Linked DNA regions of Neogale vison: region 1 is linked to region 2. A link is a contact called in public Hi-C data. All regions are on one chromosome and are shown on one strand. The core of a region is the stretch at or near the end of the contact, and the rest is flanking DNA. Distances in the headings are between cores, read along the strand shown. Region 1 holds the start of TIMM22 (mitochondrial import inner membrane translocase subunit Tim22). Region 2 holds the start of MRM3 (rRNA methyltransferase 3, mitochondrial).

The links. A called contact is a pair of places that touch in the nucleus more often than the background predicts.
Region 1: a contact with region 2 is called in a Hi-C map of muscle, with 5 times the contacts expected there. The contact joins the promoter of TIMM22 here to the promoter of MRM3 in region 2. A contact is called at or near these places in 2 of 3 Hi-C or Micro-C datasets (fibroblasts and muscle).

What each region holds. Positions count from the first base shown.
Region 1 is chr5:26,681,121-26,686,565 of ASM_NN_V1, reverse strand. It overlaps TIMM22 (mitochondrial import inner membrane translocase subunit Tim22), which reads right to left and starts at 3,503. Exons shown (of 5, transcript XM_044248216.1): 1 at 2,984-3,503; 2 at 698-894. The coding sequence starts at 3,221.
Region 2 is chr5:26,497,215-26,502,869 of ASM_NN_V1, reverse strand. MRM3 (rRNA methyltransferase 3, mitochondrial) reads right to left here and starts at 1,680. Exons shown (of 4, transcript XM_044248207.1): 1 at 1,642-1,680; 2 at 857-1,101. The coding sequence starts at 1,667. It overlaps GLOD4 (glyoxalase domain-containing protein 4), which reads left to right and starts at 1,730. Exons shown (of 9, transcript XM_044248209.1): 1 at 1,730-1,881; 2 at 3,690-3,739; 3 at 4,719-4,839. The coding sequence starts at 1,792.

The DNA of each region.
Region 1 (5,445 bases), core at 2,254-4,753, 180 kb before region 2:
GTGGAATTTAATTAACAAAAGAAATGGGCAAAGGGAAAAAAGAGAGACAGAGAAGGGCAAACCAAGCAACAGACTCTTAACTATAGCGAACAAATCGATGGTGACCAGAAGGGAGGTGGGTGGGGGGATGGGTGAAATAGGTGATGGGGATTAAGGAGGGCACTTGTGATGATCACGGGGTATTGTATGAAAGTGTGGGATCACAATATTGTACACCTGAAACTAGTATTACACTGTACTCTAACTAGAATTTTTAAAAACTTACAAAATAAAATAATTAACCAACTTCTAGCCTAAAAAAAGAAGTAAAAAATAATGCAAGCCTAAATAAAGGCAATAAATGCCCCAAAAGTTTACCTTAGGGGCTATCTAATGAAAATCCAATCTACCAAGTATCAGACATATCTGATCTGCTTTCTAATGAACATTTCTCGTTAGAAGTAATAAGATGGGGGGGTGGCTCAGGGGGTTAAAGCCTCTGCCTTCAGCTCAGGTCATGATCCTGGGGTCCTGGGATGGAGCCCTGCATCCGGCTGCCTGCTCAACAGGGAGCTTGCTTCTCCCTCTCCCTCTGCCTGTCTCTTCCCCTGCTTATTCTCCCTCTCTGTCAAATAAATAAAAACTTAAAAAAAAAAAAAAAAAAAGGAATTCGTAAGATGGTACAGGCAAGGCTTTTTCAGAAGGCAGAGACACTTACAGATTCTACCAAACACTCAGTGCAAGAAAACATGGCGCCCACAATGGCAAAATTTTTGGCGTAGGACATTCCTCTCTGTCCCATGTCTTTAAGAACTTCTTTTGCTGTCGGCGTACGGTAAGGATCCTTAGGGTCAAAGCCCACATTGGTATCAATGCCGGCAGTGAACACCCCAAAGGCACCTCCCAAGACAAATCCTAAAAATAAACACAGAAATGAAGATTTTTTCTTTGGCATGTTTTCTGGGGTACTGTAAGGAGGCCATCATACCCGAATAGCACATTTTGGATGGCCACCAGCAAATAGGACACCCCTATCTACCCCTCCAACTCCACCTTAACACTCAGACCCTCCAGTTACCTGGTTTCCACATCACACAAGCCAGGAACTGTCTTGCTGACAGCTTCTCTATCTTCCTTTGGATTTCTTCCTTCTTCTTTCTTTTTTTTTGAAGATTTCATTTATTTATTTGAGAGAAAGACACAGACAGCGATAGGGAGCACAAGCATAGGAGGACAGGGAGAAGCAGGCTGCCTGCTGAGCAGGGAGCCCAATGCTGGGCTTGATTCCAGAACCCTGGGATCATGACCCAAGATAAAGGCAGATGCTCAACCGACTGAGCCACCCAGGTACCCCAGCCTCCTTTGATTTTCTTTTTCTCTTCCTTTTTTTTTTGGCCTCTCATTTTCTGACATTCCTAAAGATTCAATCTTTAACCTTCTTCTCTCTGTCTATACTCATACATTCAGCTATCAACTTTGCAAATCACTCCCTTGACGATGGTGACATTGACAAGTCATTTAGTGAGCAGTACCATGCGCCAGTTACTGATGCTTTACAGGCACAGCTTCTTTTATTTTTCACTATAGTCCTATACTGTTGATACTATTAATGTCTCCATTCTGTAGCTGAAGCGGCTGAGGCTCAGGGAGGTTAAGTAACTTCCATAAGTTCACAAAGCTACCAAAAGGCAAACCACACACTGCTGTCCCCAACTTCCTGAGCCTGCTGGACATTTCCATTTACATGTCCTCTCATCACCTCAAGGTCAATATATGTTTAATGAAATCATGGCACCTTCCCTCCAGACTTTCTTACTTATGGCTCCTTCTTTTCAGTCACTCCTGCTCCAAACTTCAAGGGCATTTCTGACAGCTGATTTGCTCCCCTCCTACAAACCTATGTTCACAAGTATCCTAGTCTAGGACCTTTACCGCTTCCACTCTGGAGCATTACAAATACTTATTCATCATTTCAACAAATATCTAAGCGACTTATTAGTGTCAGGCATAATGATGAACAAAGACCCAGCCCAGGCCTCACCGAGGTTCAGTTTAGCCAATTCCCTATACCATCTCCCTATCCACAGACTTTTCTTTCCCTCACTACACTCCATGCTGGATCATCACGTGCACCAATTACTGCCCTAATGCCTAAAGGCAAAAAGCCCAAATCCCCAACTCCACCCCCAATTTTAAAGGGCTACCCCCATTCTCTCAATCCTTCAAGATACAGGGGCAGTCTCACCTCCTGTAGCCTTCCCCAAACCAAAAAATCCCCTTTCCTTTCTACTACACATCTGCACTCACCATATTATTTGTTTCTTGATGGTCTTTCATTCATATTAAGATTTCAATTCATCTGCAAATGTGGCCAACCTCTTTACAAGACGGACACCCTACATTCAAACATTTAAACCTTCAAAGGTTTAAAAAGGGGGAGCAGGGGGTGCTCCAGACTTAACCCCCTATGTTCACCACCATCTGATCATACTGGCCACACTGACATTTGTTTTTCAAACCTGAAGCCAGTTCCCGTCAGACGTTTGCATCTGCTGTCCCCTGTGTCCCACCTTCCTGCCAGGCTCCTTCTCAACACTCCTGCTTCTGTATATATTAAAATTTTATCTTCATGAGAACCAGGCTCTGGTCTCTTACCCTGCCTCGCCACCGAGCACGTGATGGTTACTTGTAACAATTTGTTTAAAAGAATGCTTATTTAAAAAAATAAAAAATAAATAAAAAAAATAAAAGAATGCTTATTTAAAAGTGAATCAATGAATGAATGAAGTCGACCATTTTATAACCAACCTCCAGGCCCCGACCCATACAGTACCGACTTTCTGATCCAATTTCCAGAGGCGGAAATTAACCTCAGGGCCTAGAGAAGGGTTACTCGAGTTCACGCATCGAGGCAGGGGTGCAGTCGAGATCGAGGTCCACAGGCTCCTCGCTGCCGTCCAAGCCCTCAGCCTCCCAACGCCCCCCACCCCCAGTCTTGCCTCACCTCCCACGCAGGCCAGCGCTGCCTTGAAGGCACAGCTTTCCATCGCCTTCTCGATCATTTTCTGTTCCTCACTCTTGATCGGGCTCGGGATCCCGCCCAGGCTACTGGGCTCCAGGACCCGGGGCTGACGCTTGTCGCCCACTAGGTATTGCAGAAGAAGGCTGTACTGCAGCGGGGCTTCGGCGGAACCCGGCGCCTCAGGCGCGGAGCCCCCGGCGCTGGGCGCAGCTGCCGCCATGATTGCAGCGGCCGTAGAAACCCTCGCGTTCTTCTTCCCCCAGCAGATTCCGCAAGCCTCACGTTAGGGCTCTGCGCGCCTAGCCACTGTGCCGCAACGGCAGATTCGCCACAACGAGCAAGTCAAAGAAACTGCGGGAGCAAAGTCCGCTCAGGCATCCGGCGAAAGAGGTCTCACGTTCCCTCAAAGCCTCTTGTGAATACTGAATCAGGCTTGGGTAGCATCAAGATGTAGAGTCCCCAGAAAGCGCCGTCTTCTCCGGGGATGCGGCGCGGTGAGTATAGGGATTGGCAGGCCAGCCCTTTCCCAGGAGGCTTTGCGCGGGCACTGCCCTTGCTGCCTCCTCCCGGGCGCCCAAAGGCGGGAGGCGGCGGGGAGCGGGAGCGCGTCCGCGGGGCTGCAGCGCTCTGGGGCTACGGCAGGGGGCGCACGCGCCTCCCCGCGGCCCTTCCAGCTTAAGCATTCCTTACAGAGGTTAGTGGTGGACGGTGCTTTGTAAGTAAACGTGAAAGCATGGTTAGATGTACGCGGTGTATGTTTTGTTTGACAATTACATCTTTGAGGAGAGACAAGGGGCCCAACAAATGAGTGAGCAAACGAGCGAAGCTAGCCAAGTGTAGGAAAAGGCGGGGACGGTGTAGGAGGTGGAGCCGTATGGCCGGATGGAGAGCGCAAGGGCTGGGGCTGGTACTCCAGACTCTTTGCAGTCAGAGGGACTGGTGATGTGGGACTAGCATTGCCCTGGAAAGCCACGTTTATGTTATGTGAAATGCAAGTGTTCACGAGCTTGCAGACTCAGAACCTAAAGGTAAACTGTAAGACAGTACTCTGTATGAACCCAGAGAGACATCTGCATAGTTTTTAAAGGAGATCCCAGGCTTTTGCATTGCTCCAGACTAGCAATGTATTTGGGTGTTTTAGCTAAAAAACAACATAAATGGAAACAGGTGGTGAGCCTAGCCAGTACCGAATTCTCTGTGCCTGCCAGCACTGTTCGCACCAAGCCCCTGAATGAGCTGGTGCCAAGGTCCCTGGGACTTCCCAGTTGCTGAATCTAATTCAGACCTCATTTTACTAGACTTCTCCACTGCGTTTGACACTGTTGACTCCTTCCTCCTTGTCTAAAGTTTCTTCATATTTTTGGTGGAGTGTCTCCTACTCTTGCCACAGTTAGGTACCCTGTCTCCTTTGCAGGCACCTCTGCCTGGCTTTTTCTTGTTGGTCCTCTCAGGGCTTCATCCTTTACTCTCTTCTCAGGCAGCTCATTCTACCTGAGCAACTCATCCTCGTGGCTTCTACTCCATCTCCAATGCAGTAACGATCTGAAATCTCTCTCTCCAGCTCAAACCTTTCTCATAAACACAAGAACCAGACGTTTCCCATAAGCACCTCTAACTCAACACGCCCTCCCACCCACCCTTCCTTTCCTTTCAGACGAATGAGGGACCCAGGGCTCTGATTTATGCCGAGGTCTTAAGAGCCCCAGTTGGATCTGAGAGAAAGTAGGACCTGCCCCCACCCCCGACAAGTCCCAGGTAGGGTGGCCTTGGAAAGCAAGGATTGGTCTGAATAATTAACACATGGAACTATTTAGAGGCAATAATCAATCCTCAAAGGAAGGTTCTGCATTAGAGTTCAGATGAGATCCAGGTCAGCACAAGAAGAAATTCCACATGGCCAAGGTCCATGAAGGAGGGAGCCTTTTATGGAACATCCTTGAATCCTTGGCCTGGATCGTAGATGGGGAGAGAACAGTTACAGACACTGGTCTGGTATCTCTCTCCATCCACCAGTTCCTGCCCTAAGTGGAATGGGTTTCACCTGATGGAAAACTTGAACCTCTTCAAGCATGTTCTGAAAGTGAGAAGTGGTTTCCCATGTCTGTTTCCGTGGACTGAACTTTGCCAGTAGTCTAGGGACTCTCTCCAGCCCTGGAGTCCAACAGACTGATGGTACAGTTTGGTTTCTCACCCCAGGTTGTCTGTCCCGGCCCCAAGGCTACGGGGGGAGCATCACAGTGGGTCAGGGAGAACAAGGGACAGTTAAAGATAATTAATTAGTACTAGATTCAGGGCACCTGAGTGGCTCAGGTGGCTAAGCCTCTGCCTTCGGCTCAGGTCATGATCTCAGGGTCCTGGGATCAAGCCCCACATCAGGCTCTCTGCTCAGCAGGGAGCCTGCTTCCCCCTCTCCCTCTTCCTGCCTCAGCCTACTTGTGATCTCT
Region 2 (5,655 bases), core at 431-2,930:
CTTTGGCTCAGGTCATGATCCCAGGGTCCTAGGGTCAAGCCCTACATCAGGCTCTCTGCCTGCCTCTCTGCCTACTTGTGATCTCTGTCAAATAAATAAATAAAATCTTAAAAAAAAAGAATTTAGTTTTTCCATATTTAGAAAAAATATCTTCCAAGTGCTAATAGACCCCACAGTCTATTAGAATCTTGTTAGAGTCAACCAAATAAAGACACGGTTTCCTGTTCAATGGGCCAAGCAGAGTAATAACTTGCAGCTTACTCCTTGGTAAGTAAGCTTCTAGAATAACGGGGTCAGCGCCGGAGAGGTATCACCACACTGGCAGAAGTCTTGTGCAAATGGAGGGCTAAATATTTTTGTAAACATTTTCTTATATATTTTAGTTGGACATTAAAGGTTGAAGAAATTACCTAAAAAAATATAATGTTTAAGGAACAGCGGTTATTCCTAGAGACTGTAAACAACCATTAATACAATTGACAGAAAAACTGACTGCAGTTTCCACTGAAAATACTGTAAGATCCACAGATTTCAGAACTGTATTTTTGGTGGGTGTCTTTTTTTTTTTTAAAGATTTTATTCACTCGTTTGAGAGAGAGAGCAGGGGGAATGGGAGAGGGAGAAGCAGATTCCTCGCTGAGCTGGGAGTCTGATGCGGGGCTGGATCCCAGGACCTGGAGATCATGACCTGAGCTGCAGGCAGACTTAACCATCTGAGCCACCCAGGTGCCCCTTCTTCTGGGTGTCTTAAGAAAACATTTTGAATTTGGTTCAAATAAAATGTGTTGCCCTAAGTCAATTATGAATAAGTAATCCCAGATCTCTACTTCTAGTGACACATAGTATAACCACTGACCCATTATTCCTTGTGGTGTTACTAGGTCGGACCAATCCTTGATATCCTCAAATTTCACCTTAATGAGGCTGACACCTTTCAGCTTATCAATGGGTAGCTCCTTTATGTATTCCAGACGGCTAAAGAAGAAAACTTTGGGCACAGCACCAGCCTTGAGAGCATCTGCAATCAGCCTGCGGCCTTCCAGCAGAATCTTTCCTTGCTTTTCCCGAAATGGCCTGGACTTAACTATTGTCATTACACTGCTGTGGGTGGAAACAAAAAGACAGGTTATAACCAACATCCTTGTTACGGAGACACACCTAGTTCTAAGAGACATAAAGAGCTTCAGAGATATAAACGAATTCCAAAGAAAATACTTATTCTGCCCTCCAAGCATAATAAAAACCAGAGGGTTATACCGGGAGAAGTCCTCCAACGGGAGGAAAAACGTTAAGTTCCCGCTGGCAGGTGGGAAGAGAAAGGAGAATACAAAAGAAGTCTCAGGAACACATCACCTCAGCCTTCTGTCCCCGGGTAAAGCCTTATCATAGCGAAGCCCCGACTCTTCCCAGGTGCAGGGCGTCTGGGATCGGGACACCTGAAGCGGCTGATTTGGTCGCTGCTCGTAGGGACTGGCCTCAGCCGCAGCCCTCTGGGGCTGCTTCCCAGGACCGGGCTTCCGTTCCACGACCTGTCCGGATGGAAACACCACCCTCACCGGGCTCCGCCGCAGCGCCCGGACCCACCGCCGCCCGTCGAGGTCCCAGGTTTGGACCACCCACAGCAGCGGTCGCGTGGCCCACCTCCAGCCCTTTACCAGGGCCGCCATCTTCCCCCGCGCCGTGGATTGCGTCACGGAAGCGCGCCGGCGGCGGCCAGTGACGTCACGACCCGTTTGCGCATCTGCGGGCTGGCAGGCATCTAGTTCTGCCGGATGTGTGGCGCTGGTGGCAATGGCTACTCGTCGAGCTTTGCACTTCGTCTTCAAAGTGGGAAACCGCTTCCAGACCGCGCGTTTCTTTCGCGATGTCCTGGGGATGAAGGTGCAGACGGGGCCGAGAGGGGCTGGGGCGCGAGGGTGGGTGGCCGGGGCCGCTGCGCCCCACTGGCCCAAGAAAGGGACAATTGGGTGTGTCTTGAATCTCCGGTGGCGCCCAGGTGTCCGACCTTAGCCCTGGTCTCCCCATTAGCCCTGTCGGGTTTTCACCTTCAGGAAGCGTTGTATGTTGCTGGTTGGGTTGGTGATCTTGGAAGGGGTCTTTATTAGTCGCCGACTGTGTTCCCACACACGTTTGTTTCATTTGAGTTCATTCACAAATGAGGCTCTGCCCTCGTGGACTTTCCAGTCTAGTGGGAAAGACAGTAAACAGAAAGTAATATAATACTCTCCCAATGAACAATAACTCAATCTCTTCCGGTTTGAAGCCTTTCGGCTAAGATAATCTGCCTGTTTAGAGCTCTGCTCTTCTCAGGCCTGCTTTGAATGGTCTCTTACGAGTATTCGGTCTCCAGGTGAATGCTCCGGCCCTCCTCTCAACAGTCCAGATCTAAGTGTGAAGTCAGAATCCATTGTCTCCAACACCCGGAAGCGGCCTCTCCAGCCCTGATCAGCAGCGATTCAATGCAGGGATCACCTGGGTGGCAAATGCAGGTGGAAGCTCTTGGGGAGCTCCCGATAAACCAGGGCTTTAGAGGTGCAAGAGTGCAATTTAATGTAGAGAGTGCAGAAGATGTAGAGGGCAAGGGAGTTACCTGAACTCATCAGTCACTTAAAACCTATCGTCTGTCCTTCGTGGTCCTGTGTTGGTGACAGCTTTGGTGGCAAAGATGAAAATGACCTTAGTGTCTGTCCTCAACTGAAGCTTCTGGCTTAGGATAGGGGTGGAGATGACAGTTTGGTTTGTACATAACTAATAGTAATGGAAGTGAAAACCTTGTAAGTGATGAAAAACCACAGAACTCTCCCTTAATATGTTTCCTCATTGATTAAAGGGTTGTTGTGAAGATTAAACACTGAATATCTGATACATCATATGTATTATATAAGTAGTAGCTCCTAGTATTAAAAAATACTACAGGAAAGATTTAACTTCAGCTTCGTCATCAGGAAATAATTCATGGACTTCTTGCATGTGAGTTGATCTATAAAAATAGGCAGGATTTCTACAAAGATTAGAGGAAGGAGTATACTGGAAAAACTGAAAGAACCCATGCAAAGATAAGGTATGTTTGGGAAACACCACTAGTTTTCTGTGCCTTCAGCTTAGATTTCTTAGTTGAAGTTGAGATGGGATATCAGGACAAATAGGTTGGGACTACTTCTGATAGTATCTTGAATACTGAGGTATTTGGATTTTATGGCATAGTAAGTAGGGAGCTTTCTTACATTTTAGAACAGGGTAATGTTGTGATCAGAGCTGTGCATGAGGGACATAATTTTATGGTGGTATTAAGGAAAGATCAGTAAAGGTGATTTTTAATAGTCTAGGAGAGAATTGATAGGAGCTTGAACTGGAGCCGTAGCTGTGGGAATCAAAAAGGAGAATAGAAACTTAAGACATTGAGAGGCTACTGTGTGTGGGGTTCTGTGTCCAGTGGTGTAATAAGTTATCTATTCTCACAACACACGGGGAGACTCAGGCCCTAAGCAACATTCTCAGGCAACGTTCTCAATCTCAGACAACTATTGAGTGACAGCCAGGATTCCAAATCAGAATTCTCTAATGCTGGAGGCCATCCTTTTGTTTTCTGGGTGGTGGTGACGGTTTTAACTTCACAGCGCTGCTTCCAAATCTAGGTAGATTTCACAATGTTGTTTACCTGACTCTTGGTATTCTAATTTCCTTATCAGATTCTGCGGCATGAGGAATTTGAAGAGGGCTGCAAAGCTGCCTGTAATGGGTATGACACCTTGTTTCTTAAAATCTCCTTTAGGCTCTGAATACCCTTGGAGAACAGAAGAAAGTTGTTTGAAGTGAGTTTAAGGCAGTAGAATAAATTCAGAAATCAATAAATTAAGGTGGCAGCTCTAAAAAACACAAGTAGGGCGCCTGGGTGGCTCAGTGGGTTAAGCCGCTGCCTTCGGCTCAGGTCATGATCTCAGGGTCCTGGGATCGAGTCCCGCGTCGCGCTCTCTGCAGAGCCTGCTTCCCTCTCTCTCTCTCTGCCTGCCTCTCCACCTACTTGTGATTTCTGATTTCTCTCTGTCAAATAAATAAATAAAATCTTAAAAAAAACCACACACACACAAGTAAGTGTATCCTCTAAATGAATCATTGTATTTTTTTTTTTTTTTAGATTTTATTTATTTATGTGACAGAGGGAGAGAGAGAGTACAAGCAAGGGGAGCAGCAGGGACAGGGAGAAGCAGACTTCCCCTGAGCAGGGAGCCCAGCATGGGCCTTGATCCCAGGACCCTGGGATCACGACCTGAGCTGAAGGCAGATGCTTAACTGATTGAGCCACCCAGTGGCCCTAAATGAAGCAATGTCTTATTGAGTGTCTTAGCTTAGTAGCCATAGCAAACTGGAAAATTCCAAGGCCTAATGAGAATTGCATGCTTGTTGAGAGATATGCAAAAATATGAAGGTCCGGTTGGAGAAGTATCTTTATAGGAGTATGTCCCCTGCTTTAAAGAAAAGGTAAACAAATCTTTCCCTCAAGTAAGTGCCAGACAGGTGATCTTTGGAGCCTCTGGTGGTGGGGCCCATGAGCACTGTCCATAGCTGCTTTTAGCAACAGCTGAGAGGTCATCGCATCCTTACAGGTACTTAGAGGACCAGAGAGGACTGCCCATTGTTCTGTCCCGAGAGTTCCTGAGGGGAGGCCTGATGCAGATTTTGTCTGTATTCACTGGATTCATTTACTTTCATCTTTCTAGGCCTTATGATGGGAAGTGGAGTAAGACAATGGTGGGATTTGGACCTGAGGATGATCATTTTGTCGCAGAACTGACGTACAATTATGGTGTTGGACACTACAAGCTTGGCAATGACTTCATGGTAAATGGCATTTTGTTTGAGCAGATTTTGGCTGTGCCTTTTATTGAGGTCCCTGATAAAACTTTAAGTATGATAACTGCTCAGTTGATGGCTTTTGAGTGCAGATTAGTGCTTGTGCACCTGTCTCAGAGCTGCTTTGGGAGAAAATGTGTTCTTCCAGTATTCAGTAGGAGGCAGACTGCAGACTTAGAGACAGCTTTGACAGAGACAAGACTCTGTTGAACCTTGAGAGATAGAAGGACCGGAGACATTGTTCTGCTTAAGTAGGTCCTGATCGTCAAACAGAAATATTTTCTCTCTAATGAACCATTAGGATCGGGCTCTGCTATTATGGCAGTGCTAGTCAGAGAAAAACAGGAGAAGCATTTCAGGAGAAAGAGAGAGAAGCATTGCATATACTGCATTCATTGCTTCATTCATGCAAGAGTTCAAGTCACTGTGTATCTAATAATTACAGGATCTGCCTCTTATTGAGCAGCTACTATGTGCTACATAGAACGCCACTGGGTCCAAGTACACAGTGAGATAGAAGTAACCAGTTTTCTCTCAGGATCTGCCAAGCAAATCTACCTCATGCTAGATGTTATTTTGGTCAGTTGATTCTGTTATCACTCTTAATTCATGTTAAAATAATAATGACATTTAAATGGAATTTTTATGACTCAAATATCTATAAAAGTGTTTTGTAAATGAAAAGAATAGTTCAGATTTAACATAATTAGTGTCTGTTTTTCTTTTTCTCATTCTTCATGTCTTTACTCATTTATTTATTTTTATTAAGGAGAGAGAGTTTTTGGGTTTTTTTTAAGATTTTAT